Linked DNA regions of Sus scrofa: all the other regions are linked to region 1. Evidence: chromatin contacts called from public promoter capture Hi-C data. All regions are on one chromosome and are shown on one strand. Each heading gives the region's core, a stretch centred on a gene start, on an enhancer-like site or on the middle of the called end of the contact. The rest is flanking DNA. Distances are from core to core; before and after follow the strand shown. Region 1 holds the start of NARS (asparagine--tRNA ligase, cytoplasmic). Region 2 holds the start of PPIB (peptidyl-prolyl cis-trans isomerase B). Region 3 holds the start of ZNF609 (zinc finger protein 609).

The links. Promoter capture Hi-C pulls out the DNA fragments that hold promoters and counts their contacts.
Region 2: a contact with region 1 is called in a promoter capture Hi-C map of fetal liver, with 2.8 times the contacts expected there. The contact joins the promoter of PPIB here to the promoter of NARS in region 1. A contact is called at or near these places in 1 of 5 promoter capture datasets (fetal liver) and 1 of 47 Hi-C or Micro-C datasets (liver).
Region 3: a promoter capture Hi-C map of fetal liver shows a contact between it and region 1, with 2.6 times the contacts expected there. The contact joins the promoter of ZNF609 here to the promoter of NARS in region 1. A contact is called at or near these places in 1 of 5 promoter capture datasets (fetal liver) and 1 of 47 Hi-C or Micro-C datasets (liver).

What each region holds. Positions count from the first base shown.
Region 1 is chr1:106,930,035-106,935,100 of Sscrofa11.1, reverse strand. NARS (asparagine--tRNA ligase, cytoplasmic) reads left to right here and starts at 1,996. Exons shown (of 16, transcript XM_003121455.6): 1 at 1,996-2,195; 2 at 4,884-5,066.
Region 2 is chr1:107,883,922-107,888,987 of Sscrofa11.1, reverse strand. PPIB (peptidyl-prolyl cis-trans isomerase B) reads right to left here and starts at 2,325. Exons shown (of 5, transcript XM_021093880.1): 1 at 2,049-2,325; 2 at 1,229-1,342. The coding sequence starts at 2,183. It overlaps CSNK1G1 (casein kinase I), which reads right to left. Exons shown (of 14, transcript XR_002344535.1): 14 at 4,934-5,066.
Region 3 is chr1:107,580,878-107,585,943 of Sscrofa11.1, reverse strand. ZNF609 (zinc finger protein 609) reads left to right here and starts at 2,597. Exons shown (of 9, transcript XR_002344510.1): 1 at 2,597-2,722.

The DNA.
Region 1 (5,066 bases), core at 747-3,246:
GGCTTGGGGTGAAAATACTTTCATGATCTGCTCCAACAACAACAAAAACAAACAAAAACAAAATACACACACAACCATAAACCAAGAAATCCACTGGGCCTCTGAGATCCCCAGAGACCCCACAGGAGCCTCAACTCCTGCTAAACTAATACCATGATTGCTCTTCAAAATAACCTGGGGGAGTTCTCCCTCATTGCTTTCAGAGAACACAATCCCTTGTGTTCTGAAAGCTTCCCACTCCCCCCTCCATTTGACTCTACCTTCAACTTTCAAGACCATTTGACTCTACCTTCAACTTTCAAGACTATCTCAAATCCCACATTGTACCCAGGTCAATTCAAAGAAAGGAGTCCAGGCTGATACGAATTGTGCATTTAGAAAGCTTGAGAGCATACAGCCTGGTGAGCCTACGGGGGGGGGTTGGGGTGGATCCTAAGAGCAAAAGAAGTCAGGGAGGGTTGCCAGCTGGAGAATGAGAGTTTATGTTTCCAACTGTTCGCCCTGGCTGGAGTATAGAGATTAGACTGGAGAAATAAGGAGGACTGAGAAGACAGGAGGAAGGATACAACAGCTGAGCCCTGAACAACTCAGGGGTTAGGGCACAAATCCTCACGCAGCCGAAAATCAGATTATAACTTTATAACTGACCATCGGTGGAATCAACCAACTGCAGATCCTGTACTACTGCACTAGGTATTTACTGGGGAAAAACCCACCCATCAATTCAAATTTGTGTTGTTCAAGGGTCAGCTGTGGTTACATTGTACCAGAAGGTAAGGACAGGTGCTGAGCCTGGAAAGTTTGAGAGTTTTGAAGGAGGGCCATCAGAGCTCCTATTCAACAGCGTGAAGCAAGAGATGGGTCATTTCTTGAGAGAGTTGGGGCAGTGGAAAAGATCTGCAGAGTCTGAGATACTTTGAAAACTGGCCAGAATTCATTAGGAGTGGGGTATGGGTCCGTCCCACCAGCATCCCTCAGCAGTTTGAAGGCCTGAGATTTGATTTAAGCAGGATCATGGAACAAAAGAACAATGATTAACTAGCAATACTATTTACATCCTAATTCAGAAAGTTCACTAGATGCCAAGCACACACTAGGCATTTCTGTATCTCACATTAACCTCCAAAGGCAGCCTTTCCAGAATATTATCATCACTTTACAGTTGAAAAACCTGTGGCTCAGAGAGATTAAGGAACCCGAGCAGAGTCACTGAGGCAGAAAGAGCCCTGTGTCCTAGGATATCTGGCTTCAGTGCCCCATTAGTCACCCGCCTTCAAGAAAAATGAAGGACACTTTATAGTGTCCTTCATTTTAACTTTTCAGGAAGAGATTAAAGACAAAGCTAGCAGTTTACAAACACGAAAGAGCCTGGGGGCCGCCAAAATAAATTAACGAGCAAACCTAAATGCTTAAATTTAACTCTACAAGCAAAAAGTTACATTTCCAGTTTTCTAAGTTAATAGTGTCACTGTAATGATAATTCCCACTTTTTGTTTGCAGTGTCAAATCGATTTTAAACATTACTGAGATTTTCTCAAACATTACTGAGATTTTCTTCGATTGCTTGACCGCTTCGCTATCTAGGCAAACACTAAGCTTCCCCTCCCCACACCCCAGCCCCCGTTCCCGGCCCTGGGTTGGGGAAAAGTGTCCTAGAAACGCTTACAGTGATTTTTGCCTCTTCTCTCTTCGAAACGTCTTGAGGAGCAAATAACTTTAGTGCATAAAAAAGCGCTAAAGAAGCCTGCGCGCTTGCTCCAAGATAACGCACGGAAAGCTGTGCTCAAACAAGCCTGAGATCCAGCCTCCCTTACTCACAGGGGAGGTGCCGCGCAGAACCGGAAATGTTAAGACCACGTGTGGAAAGGCAAAAGTGCCTGGAGACAACATGGCAACACGGAAGTTGCGGGCCTTGGGCCCCAGCCAGCGGCCCGCTACGGTGGCCCGCGGGGGCCATAACAGGGTTAGGACCGTGATTCGCTTCTGGCTCCCGGTGGAGCGGAGGAGGCTTCTACCCAGAGACTAGAACAACCCTGATGGGCGGGGGCGAAATATCGAGGACCGCAAGAAGAGGGCGCCCCAGCTGGGCGGTCTGAGGAGGAGAGAAAAACAATACCATTCACTGCATGCATTCATTCACTATAAGCACCGACAAATTTCAATTTGTTCTTGGAAGTGACTGTTTCCACGATGCTGTAAGTAAAGTTCTGCTTCCGGAAGGAGGTTGGACTAAACTGTCTGCCCAACAGATAATTAGCAAACGCTTACTGAGTGCAAGCTGTGCTGAGTGCCCTGGAAGGATGCCAGCATGGCATCTTACCTACATTCTGGTAGTGACATGTACGGGCCAGGGACCAGACACAGGGGGCAGGGGCAAGTTCAGTACGGGCTGTGGGTAGATGAGGAGCAAACCACTCTAGGAAAGAGGTTGACTGCTTTGTTTTTATTACTGGGGGTAGAAACTGCAGGAGGCAGGCAGAGGGTCTTGTCTGCAGTTGCCCTGGAGCTGTCGTCCCTTCTCTCACTTCCATTTCATGTGGTCTTCACTGGTGTTAGGAGAGTTTGTCCTTCCTTTGGGCAAAGAACGGTAAAGATTGGAGTTCCCGTAGTGGCGCAGTGGTTAACGAATCCGACTAGGAATTCGTTGCGGGTTGCGGGTTCTGTCCCTGCCCTTGCTCAGTGGGTTAACGATCCGGTGTTGCCTTGAGCTGTGGTGTAGGTTGCAGACGCGGCTCGGATCCCGCGTTGCTGTGGCTCTGGCGTAGGGTGGCGGCTACAGCTCCGATTCAACCCCTAGCCTGGGAACCTCCATAAGCTGTGGGAGCGGCCCAGAGAAATAGCAAAAAGACAAAAAACAAAACAAAACAAAACCAAAAAAAAAAAAACAGTAAAGATTTCTGCCTTCTGGCTTCAGTGTGGGTCATAGACATTTCAAGTGCTTCACAGAAATGAAAATACCTGGAGAACTGTTTGAAACCAAAAAACACACAAAATAATCATAATAATATACATTCCACTGTGTGAGAGATTGCATCAAACATTGTCTGACACCTTGCAGTGTGTTTTAACTGCCTCCCAATAGGCTATTCAGCTCCTCTTTTAAGCCAGCTGCTTCTGAGTAACGGGGCTTTTATCGGTCACTACTGTCCTGATAAAGCTGTGTAACAAAATGTTCCAAAACTCAGAGGCAACACAACAATCATTTATTCTCACTGGTCTATCTAGGAGTCAGCTGATCTGGACCAAGTTCAGGTGGGTTTAGTTCCAAGATGTAGACTGGATCCAGGTCACACTTCTATCACCTTCCTTGGACCAGTAAACTCTTCTCCTGATAATGGCAGGGGCAAGAAAACACACTCAACTGTACAAGCACATTTTTAAAAAATTTTTTTCCTTTAAATTTTTAAAAAATTTTTAATTATTATTTTTATTTTTATATAAATGCAATAAATTCATTGAGTAATAAAATTAAAAAATAAAAAATAAATTTAAAAAATACAAGCACACTTTAAACCTTCGCTTTTGTCAGCTTAAAAACTATGGATGACTTACAAGTTGAAAGTTGTTTTACTGGGGACAAAATGAAGACTACAGCCCAGGAGGCAGCATTTCAGATAACTTTGAAATTCTGCTCCAAAGAAGTAGGAGGGAGTGTCAGTACACATGTGATTTTGGAGGGGAAGTACATGCAGCCACACACACACATTTTATATAAGTTAGCTGCTAGCCTTGTGGAGGTTACTGCTAGTTACCAGGAGCAGATGTCACCATGAAGTCTTTTCTAGATATGAGATGTAAGAATTGGGCTCATAAAATCCTCTCCTGAAAATATTTAACTGTCGAAGACCTGTTCTGCCAGTTCTCCCAGAGCACAGAATGCCTCACTCCTGATCTCCACCCTGGAGACTTTCAGGGGGTGTTGAGGGTTGGCAGCCTGCAGTGACTCATGATTCAGTCTGTGTCGAGGCAGGTGGCAAGTACCAATCTCCACTTCACACTTTCATCACATCTGCCCATCTCCCACAGTCAGAAAAAATCCACACAGCCAAGCCCAACATGATTTAAGCAGGGAAGTACATTTTTCCCACACAGGAAAAGGACACACATGTGATTATTTTAAGCAGTAATCTAACTTGACGCAAAGCCCATGGTTACACAGTGAACACCACAGACATTTCTTTCATTGAAAATGTGTTCCCTGATTATAGCAGATGTTATGTACTGTGGAGATGGGCACGGCATTCTGTAAGTCCACAGATGCTGGTGCTACAGGCAAAAGGGGCACATCCTTAGGTGGACAATGCCTCTACAATTGAGAGGCATATTGCTGCCTCCTCCAGGGAGCAAATGTAATCTGCCAGCTACCAGCTGGCCACCTGGTCCCCCCCAAAGATTAGTATCTTAATCTTTGGTCCTCAAAGTTGGCTTCTGCTGCTGTCAGCCTGGGTCTTCAGCGGTGGTAGTCAGCCAGCCAGATCAGCCTCAATGAAGGGCAGTCCATGCAGCTGAACCCACGCATAGCCACCATCCCATTGCTAAATGGTCTCTTGGACCAAGAAGCTCTGGGAGGTCTGGGGGGGCAAGGCCAACCTTCACGGTTTACAAACACCTCCTCCGTACCTAATGCCTTCTAATGGGCATTTACAGGAGCAAGACGTCTTCACATTCTGTGCCTGTCCAGAGGAGTCCACCCACATACTTCCCCTGCCCAGACTGCACCTAATCTCCAGTCTTATTCTCCTCCAAGTCCCTGACCAATGGGTCAACCTTTTAGCCAGTGTCCATCAGCCCCTCAGGTCATCTCTATTCATGGAGGAAGCAGAAAATCATCCATCCATCAATGTTGTAGCAACTGAGATTTCCCTTTGCCACTATCTTTTCAGAGCCACACCCAAGTGAGGCTGTAATAAAAGAGCTGCCCACATCTGGCTTATCCCAGGATATCATGCAGATGTCAGGAGCTGGACAAGGAGAATCCAAGTCTGTAAGTGTGGAGAGAGGAAGTGGCAGCAAAGCAGTGGAGGCAGGTGCTATGGGAATTCTTGTGTACCTTTCTCTAGTCGTCC
Region 2 (5,066 bases), core at 1,076-3,575, 950 kb before region 1:
GTTACCACAGGCCAGGTGTGGCATACACAGATCCAGGAAAGGCTGAGACCACACAGTCCTCTGCCTTTAGACAAATTCCCAGACTTTATACACAATTCTACTTCACAGAATGCCTCCACATTTTCCCACATCTAATCATAGGAACAGATGATGCAAGAAAACTGACAAAAAAAAAGTTACCGGAGTTCCCGTCGCGGCTCAGTGGTTAACAAATCCGACCAGGAACCATGAAGTCGCGGGTTTGACCCCTGGCCTTGCTCAGTGGGTTAAGGATCTGGTGTTGCCATGAACTGTGGTGTAGGTTGCAGACTCGGCTCGGATCCCACGTTGCTGTGGCTCTGGCGTAGGCTGGCAGCTACAGCTCTGATTAGACCTCTAGCCTGGGAACCTCCATATGCTGCGGGAGCGGCCCTAGAAAAGGCAAAAAAAAGACCAAAAAAAGAGAAAAAACCCAGTTACCTACTAACCAATGGAAAGTTGAAATACAAGCTCTTTTTTATTTTTTGGGCCATGCCAGCGGCATGCCAAAGTTCCCAGGTTAGGGATGGAACCTGCACCACACCTGTGACGACTCCGGATCCTTAACCTGCTGAGCCACCAGGAACTCCAAAACAGAAACTTTCTTATATAGGAAGGACATTCATTTCATTAAAACCTGGAAAGCTCTGAGCCCCTTACTCTGGTGCAGAAGCTACAGACTAGTTTCCATAGATGTTTTCTTTGGTTACCATGATGTCTCAAAGATGAAAACTTTTCTTAAAAAAAAAGAAAATAATAATCCTAATTCTGGATTCAGTTTAAAAAATTCAGTAGAGGAGTTACCATTGTGGGTCAGCATGTTATGAACTGGACTAGTATCCATGAGGATGTGGATTCAATCCCTAGCCTTGCTCAGTGGGTTAAGGATTTGGCGTTGCTGCAAGCTGCAGCACAGGTCACATATGAGGATCGGTTTGGCATTGCTGTGGTTGTGGTATAGGCCAGCAGCTGTAGCTCCAACTAGACCCCTAGCCCCGGAACTTCCATTTGCCGCAGGTGCAGCCCTAATAAGTAAAAAATAAATAAATTAATTAAAAAACCCAATAGATATAGTAATAGTGGGTTCCCTGTGCCAGAGGGCACAGCTGGTACTCTGTCACTGTTATGGATGGGGAAGTCAGTTTGCTGCCAGCCCTATATGCCAATTTCACTTCTTTTGAGCTTGGCTACCTCCACTCTAGCCACTTACCTCTCCTGTAGCCAAGGCCACAAAATTATCCACCGTTTTTGGAACTGTCTTTCCAAAGAGACCGATGACCACCCGGCCTATATCTTCATCTCCAATTCGCAGGTCAAAGTAAACCTGAAGAAAAAATACCATTTTGAACTTGGCCTCTTTGAAGGGGCCTTGCTAGGGAAGGGGGACCCAAGAAGCTACCCAGAGGATGGGAGAGAAAACAGCCATATTTTAGGAGCAGTGTTTCTAAATATGACTTTGGTAGCAACAAAAATCCCATGAAAATTTACGTTTAGTTTGTTGACAATCTCCTTAGACTACAGATTAACAACCTTTGCTCTAAATAAATAATGGGCCCAGATGATAAAATTTAACATCAAAAACCCTAAGGAGGGGAGCCTAAGCACACCCCTCAGGTTTAAAACTACACAAATGTGCCTTGTAATTGGAAGTGGCTACAACTGGACCTGAGTAGATAAAGGACTGGCAATTTGGCAGACGTAATCTTTCACCATTTCTCCAGCAGTGCATAAACGGCTCTGAGTCTTCAGTGCCAGCCCAGCTGGGCATCATGGGTGGCAAAGCCTGGGCCAGGGCCAGGCTAACGGGGAGGGTTCAGGTCAATCTCTGGTCTGAATAAGCGAGGACCGCTCAGGCGCCAAGAAGCACAGCAGAGAGACTAGAGAGGGGGCAGAGCCAAAGCCAAGGACGCCCAGGCCTGAGCTCCGGGGCCGTAAACGCCTCGGACACATGTGACTAGCGGCGCCAAGGCCGGAACCCAGGCGGCGAAGGGCGGGCCTCGGCAGGCAGGTCTGGAGAGGGGAGGGCGGACCTTGACAGTGACTTTGGGTCCCTTCTTCTTCTCATCTGCCGTGGAAGGTCCAGGCAACAGCAGGAAGAGGACCGAGCCCACGACTACGGCGGCGACGAAGAGCACCTTCATGTTCCGCTCCAAGAAGCGCAGCATCCACCGGGAAAAGCGAGCGCTACAGGGCTGCTGAGGCCGGAAGGGGCGGGGCGGAGCGGCGTGGGCCCCGGCGCCGCCACCCAGAGCAGCCGGGGGGAGACAGGGGTTCCTACCGGCCTCCAAGCGGAGGAGGGCCCCATTTCCCCCCTCTGAGTCGGCGCCAGATGGTAGGTCCCCCTGGGGGGCGGAGCTCGGCTCGCCGACTGGGCTAGCAGGGACGCGGGCTCGTGGGTGGCTGCCACGTTACTGCGGCCTCATTGGCTCCCCAGCTCGCCAACGCCGACCAACAGGAAGAGGGTCAGCGGAAGGCGGCGCCGGGAGAAGACACTATAGTTTCTAGTAGGCAGAGCCTGCACCCTCTCGCCCTGCCTTTGCGGGATTGCAAGTCCACTGGCAGGAGGTGACCGATACTTTACGTGAGGAAGGGCATCGATGGGGCAGAAGACACTTAGCGTTGTCCGTATTGGGACAGTCAAGGATTAGTCACCACCACATTGGATATAAATGTGATAGCCTCAAAGACTAGCGGCACGTTTCTGCCTACTCGTAGTATAACCATATACAGCGACCAGAATTCTACTCCTGTGCAAAACTTGCTTCACTTTTTTTTCTTTTTTTGGTAATAACCCATTGGAAGAAGGATCTGAAAAAGAGTGAATGTATCTATATGTAAAACTGAATCACTTTGCTGTACACCTGAAATTAACACTTTGTAACTGTTCATTTATTTATTTATTTATTGCTTTTTAGGGCCACCCCCGTGGCATATGGAGGTTCCCAGGCTAGGGGTCTAATCGGAGCTACAGCTGCCGACATATACCACAGCCACAGCACCATCAGAGGCGCCTCTGCGACCTACACCACAGCTCACCACAACGCAGGATCCTTAACCCATTGAGTGAGACCAGGTATCCTCATGGTTCCTCATCCTCATGGTTCCAGGTTGGATTTGTTTCCGCTGCACCAAGTTGGGAACTGCAACTCCAATTTTTAAAAGTCCTACTTTTTTTTTTTTTATTACTAATCTCTATCACAGTACTACGTTTTTTCCCTCTCCCTTCTCTAATTGTACTGCTGTGTTTGTCAATGCACACTTTAGTGTGTACTCTGGTTCTTTTTTTTTTTTTTTTTTTTTTAATGGCTGCTCCCACAGCATATGGAGGCTAGTGGTCGAATCAGAGCTGTAGCTGCCAGCCTATGCACAGCCACAGCAATGCCAGATCCAAGCCGCATCTGCAACCTAGACATCACAGCTCATGGCAACGCTGGATCCTTTTTTTTTTTTTTTGTCTTTTTGCTATTTCTTTGGGCCACTCCCGCGGCATGTGGAGGTTCCCAGGCTAGGGATCGAATCGGAGCTGTAGCCACTGGCCTACGCCAGAGCCACAGCAACGTGAGATCCGTGCCGCGTCTGCAAACTACACCACAGCTCACAGCAACGCCAGATCCTTAACCCACTGAGCAAGGGCAGGGACGGAACCCGCAACCTCATGGTTCCTAGTCGGATTCGTTAACCACTGCGCCACGACGGGAACTCCGCAACGCCGGATCCTTAACCCACTGAGCAAGGCCAGGGATCAAACCCAAAATCTCATGGTTCCTAGTTGGATTTCTTTCTGCTGCGCCACAACAGGAACTCCTGTACTCTGGTTCTTAACTTCCTTTCTTTACCTGTTTTCCAAGTAACTACATTTTTTGTGTGAGGAATGGACTGTGTTGCCCTTACTTAGTATACAGCTCTCCTAACTGCTGCAGGGCTAAGTGCACAACAAATATTGATTGGAACAGCATCACTGTTAGAAATGAGATGGGAAACAATACCTGCAACAATCTTAAGTTTAGTCTCCCTTCTCTAGAAACCTCCAGGAAAGTCAGGGATAGTAGTCAGATGTCCCCAAGCAGTATCTCAGGTCTCCAAACAGACTTGTTGTTCCCAACAGTCGACAACACATATACTTAAGAACTGGGAGTCTTACATCCTCCGGCCAAAAAAACCCCCGCACACTGACATCTTTCTGAAACTGGGAACCATAGCATTAAGTAACTGATTTTCAAATACTAACTTCATAGCAATTCCTGGTCTTCACAGCCCTGATCTTAGGTAGACATGGCTCCTTTTCCATTGTTCACCTCAGCAATTTGGTCTTTATATAAGGTGCCAACCTGATTCTGAAGTTATGCATGGCCCCTGACATTACCTTGTCCTTTCTTACACTGAGGTCACTGCAGGTGGTCTTCAGAGCTTCAACAGTTTTCTCAAACACAAATGACATTTGCTGGGTTTTTTTTTTTCGTCTTTTTTTTTTTTTTTTTTTTTTAGGGCCACACCCACGACACATGGAGGTTCCCAGGCTAGGGGTCGAATCGGAGCTATAGCTGCCGGCCTAAGCCAGAGCCACAGCAACGCCAGATCCAAGCCCCACCTGTGACCTACACCACAGCTCACAGCAACGCCAGATCCTTAACCCACTGAGCAAGGCCAGGGATGGAACCGGCAACTTCATGGTTTCTAGTCAGATTCGTTTCCCTGCGACAAGAGGGGAACTCCAGCAATGTTTATTTTTAGAGTAACCCATAGGAGAGGGCAATGTTCAACCCAGAAGAATGGAGCAAGAATGCCAAAGTATCAGGCATTATTTTCACTCACTGGAGCCTTGAATCATATCAAAGTTAGTCCTAGCTGGATTCTTAGTTACAAATGAACCAGGAGACAGTAAAACCAGGCAAACCAACCAACCAAACAAGCAAAATTAGCCAAGAAAGGTAAGACATTTTATTTTACATACAAAAAGGGTGCAAACTGAGTCCTTTCCTCCCCAGACTGGAGAAGAGGTATTCGTAAAGATCACATTTATGTTTTCCATGGTGCCCTAGGAAACGGGC
Region 3 (5,066 bases), core at 1,348-3,847, 650 kb before region 1:
TGGAGGGTCTAGGAAGAACCTAGTAAATATTATACCCTAACTTGGCATCAGGTAAATAAGGGGCAGGGAGGATGACTGAGAACGCATAGATGTATCACTGGAAGGGAGTGAGATGTTGAGAAAACAGCAAAAAATGTCAATGGGGAAGATTTGAAAAGCATCTAGAGCTGCACTGTCTAATATGGTAGCCACTAGCCGCATGTGATTATTTAAATTAAGTGAAATCAAGAATTTATAGTTCTTCAGTCACAGTATGATATTTTAAGTGCTCAAATAGCTACATGTTGTTAGTGACTTCTGAAATGAACAGTGCAAGTATAGAATATTTCCATCATTGCAAAAGTTCTATCAGACAGGGCTTGTTTGGAGTTGGAATGAGCACACTTTTTCTCTAAAGGGACAGAGAGCAAATATTTTAAGCTTTTCAGGCCATACAGTACGTATTGCAACTACTCAACTCTGCTGTTGCAGTGCAAGCAAAATGAATCCATAGATAATGTGTAAATGAATGAACATGGCTATTAGCCAATAAAACTTTATTTTGGGGCACTTAAATTTGAATTTCACATAATGTTCACATCACAAAATAGTCTTCTTTTGGTTATTTTTCAGCCATCCAAAAATGTAAAAACCATTTTTAGTTCATGGGATATACCAAAACAGGCATTGCACCTGATTTGACCCGTGGGCCCTATTTTCCCAAACCCTAGCCTAGAGGAACAGGAAGTCAGGTTCTTTTACTGTATAGGATGTCAATTGCTTGAAGATTTTTAGTGGTTCTTCTAGGCTTGAGAAATTTCTCTCTAAAAATTAGAGTTCAGGAGTTTTCATTGTGACATAGTGGAAATGAATCCATGAGGATTTGGGTTCAATCCCTGGCCTCCCTCAGTGGGTTGGGGATCTGGGTTGCTGTGAGGTGTGGTGTAGGTCGCAGATGTGGCTCTGATCCCATGTTGCTGTGGCTGTGGCACAGGCCAGTGGCTACAGCTCTGATCTGACCCATAGCCTGGGAACTTCCACATGTTGCGGGTGCAGCCCTGAAAAGCAAAAATAAATAAGAGTTCGCTGTAGGAATGTTTCTTTTGTTCCCTATTTTTGTAGTCCAGTCTCCTACAATGGTAGAGTCATGCTCTTTAGTAGGAAATGACTACTTAAATGGTAACCCTTAATTAAGTCATATCTAAGCCTAAAACACTAAGCCCTTCTCTTTCTCTACCTGAAAGTAGCTGAATCCTCACTTGTAATATCATCAGTGTAGATTAGAGGTTTGCTGTCACCTGGCATCAGTTTTGTTTTTGTACTGTCCTAGAACAAGCTGAATATGGGTGGGCCAAGGGGAGATTATTTTTCATAGATCAGACAGGCCTAGCGTTCATCTTTAGCCATCACCCCCTGGTGTGCACACACGTGCACACATACACACACACACACACACAGCTTTTGCATGTGTATGTGGAGATGGAGAGTGAAAGGATTTTATGACCCAGTAACATACTATTTTGAGTGGCACTGTTGAAGGATGCCTCAGGATAGTGGAAAAAGGAAAGATGAAAACTGCAGAGCTAAGGTGGTCAAGGACACAGGAAGGATATAATTTAGGCTAAGACTTGAGAATTAAGATAAATTTGTTTGCTATAGAAGGGGGTGGATGATTTAGGAGGTGAAGAGTATGATATGTTTCATAAGTGAGAGGTGGGTGGGAGTGTTCACTTAAATAAGGACTGAATGCCTACTAGATAGTGTGCTGAGCAATCAGATGAATGGCAGATAAGGAAAGAAAAAGTTACAATCATAAATAGAATGGTGGGTTGGAAAAGAACAATAGGACTTTTAGGTGATATAAATCAACAGGATTTGGTGATATGGGGTGATGAGGTGAAGAGGGGTATAGGATGAGAAATGGGTGCTTGAACAAGAAAACTAGTGATAATCCTAAAAAAAAAAAATTGGAAGACAAAGGATAAAAAATTAGGGGATTGATACTTTGCTGAAACAACGGATAAAATGGATGAAACCACCATGAGCTGTGTTTGCCCTTCTGTTCTTTGTAGATGTTCACATTCACACCCCTTATGGCTCTTTCTCTCCCCACGGTTGGACACTTACAGAATTGGTGTCTTCTGTATTTAAGGTGCGATACTTCCCCAGAGACCTCTCTGCGAGGAAGTCTGGCCACCGAGAGTTCTTTCCACGAGGAGAGAGCGTTAGGTTCGAGCTCTCCCATCCAGGCTTCTTCGAGTTTATCTCTGTTTTAACCGACCGGCCGGGTTTTCCAGCATTCCCAGAGCTACGCGTCTCTAATCCTGGCTCCGAGTCTCTAATCCGGGCTCCGTGTGACCGCGCGTTCCGAGACCCAGGATTTGGCTCCGCCATCCAGGTTCCGGGTTTCCCCTGCGCTCTACCGCTCCAGACTCCACACCAGCCCGGAATCCGGATCCGAGGGCCCGATAATCCAGTGTCCGGGTCTTCCGGGCGGCCCTGGTTGTCCCGGATCGCGGCGGCGGCGGCGGTGGCGGCGGCTGAGGGACCCGCGGCCCCGGAACAGCGGCACCGGCGGGCGGGGCGGAGCGGCGCGAGGAGGGGGCGGAGAGCCGGCCGAGGCGGGGTGGGGAGGGGGGAGGGGCCGCGGGAACGGATGGCGGCCTGGGCCCCGTAGCAGCGGCGGCTCTACGGCCCGGGGCCCGGGCGGGCGGAGGTGGCGGCTCCCGGGACCGGTCGCGCGGTGAGTCCCGAGCTTTGTGTGGAGCTGGGGCTGGGGGAGGAGTGAGGCGGCGGCGCTGAGGGGGCCGGGGGCAGCGGCGCCTGACGGAGGAAGTGGGGGTTGGGGGCCGGGGCGGAGCGAGGAGAAGGTGTGTATGGCGGGGTGGGGGGGGGTCGTTGCGTGGGTGGGGGAGGGGGGAGTCGAGGGGATTGGGGTGAAGTTCAAAGCGTGGCCAGGCCGGTTCACGCTGAGGGTAGGGGTACCCGAGAGGGATTAGAGTCTGGCCAGGTTGTAAGGACAGGCCAGAGAGTTTTAGAGGCCAGTCTGGTATCTTGCGGGGGGCCCAGGGTGACTGGAGCTAGTCAGGGAGTTAGGGGGGTTCAGGGCGAAGGGCTGGGAGCAGGACGTGTGCGTGGCCCAGGAGGGGGGAGCAAGGTGGCTGGGGGCGTGCAGTAAGTAGCTTGTGGGTGTGTGCTCCTTGTAGTCTTCAGGTCACATTTACTCCTGTCCTTTTCTTCAAGATGGAGGGATCCCTAGGCCTGGCCCTTAAACTACTATCCTTGTACCCTCGGGAGGGTTTGTGACCCTGTCCTGTTTGGAAAACCCATGCTGCCCTCTTTTCCCTTTATGTGTAATTACGGTTGGATCATCTCTGTGCTTTGCTCAGATTCTCCTTCCTCCCTCTGGGGTTGAGGAGGAGGAGACACATCTGACCAATTAATGTGTGTTTGTGAAACAGGCAGCAGCAAACAGTCATTTCAGCTTCTAGGAATTAGGCTCACACAGGGTGGAGAGATCATAGCCCTTCAGGGGGAATATTTCTGAACAAATCACAGATGATTAAATTCTCTAAGAAACAGCTTCCTACCTAAATGAGAGTGGGAAAGATGGGGGAGAAAGCCTGTCTGTTTCCAGCCATGTGTCCAGAGCCCCAGGGGTTGAGGAGAGTCCCCAATCCCCCACAGGCCTCTCTTTTCTGTATTAGGCTTTGCTCTGCAGCCTTGAGTTAATTTCACCCCTGCTGCTTTGTCTTGGGGGAGGGAGTGCTGGTTTAGGCTGTTGTGAGGAGATGACTGTTCTGCTGCCACACACAATAGTCATGTCATTTTATCGGGAGTGCTACCCCAGGGCTGAGAACTGCTGCTGCAGAGATAAACCCGTCCCTCTCACCCGCCTATTGTGTACACAGTGAAGGTCATAGGTTCAAGTCTTGTCTGAGAGCTTTGGATATGCTCCATCTCCCAGGCTCCTCAGTGCCATTTTCTTCCTTTTCCAGACTGGGGCTTGCCATTGGAGGAGGCCAGACAGAAAGGCTCTTCTTTTTGAGTGAGGAACAATGCACAGCTCATTGGCACACATTTTTCAGAAGAATAGGGAATGCCAGCCATGTTGTGCCTGCCTCTTTGGCTGGCCTGTACTAAGTTGTGCAGGAATAGTGGCTAGGGGACTCACCCCTCGTGTTTGTGTCAGACCTTTAAAGAAGACTCCAAGGGGAGGGTTTTACTCTTGTTTGAGCCAGCATGTTTAATTCTTTTTATAGAAATGGGACACTCATGTTTTTGTTTTGATTTTTGTTTATTTGTTTAGGAATACCACTAAAACCCTGTGCACGGTTAAGATAGGGAGCCAAGGACCAAGTACCTTTTTAATGGTGACTTCCTGCTCAGAAAAATTGCACAACAAAAAAGCCACAGAATTTGCCTATCTGGGCAAGGGCTGTGGAAACAAAACAACTTTCCTTTTAATCTTTATTTTAATTCTGATGAAAGGACTTGACTTACTCATTGTGCAAGAAAGTCCATATGTGCTTCCGTGTTTGAGAAAAAATTGCCAGAGAGATGAACATGAAAAAAAAAATCAATTGTGGTCTTGGGAGTTATTAATGAGAGAAGGATGAGAACAAGCTAGAAGGAAACTTATCCTTGCATATATCTTGTAGAATTGTTCAAATAGTATTTAGATACTATTATTTGGGTAAAGAATTATTTGGAACTGGAAATGGGGTTTCCATTTAGGACATTAAAGAAAACGTCTTTAAAAAGAGATTAGAGGAGTTCCTGCTGTGGTATAGCCGGTTAAGGACCCAGTGTTGTTGCTGCTGAGGTGTGGGTTCAATTTTTGGCCCTGCGTGGTGGGTTAAGGATCCAGCATTGCTGCAGCTGTGATGTAGGTCACAGCTGCAGCTCAGATTCGATCCCTGGCCTGGGAACTCCATAGCCCCAGCAGGTGGGCCCAGAAAAATATACAATGAAATAAAAAAATAAAGAGATTAGAAAGCAAGCTCTTTGTGAGAGGGCAGTTGCACACAATGTACACTGTACACAGTAGCCAACCATTTCCTATAGGGTATTGTGGAAGAGGAACT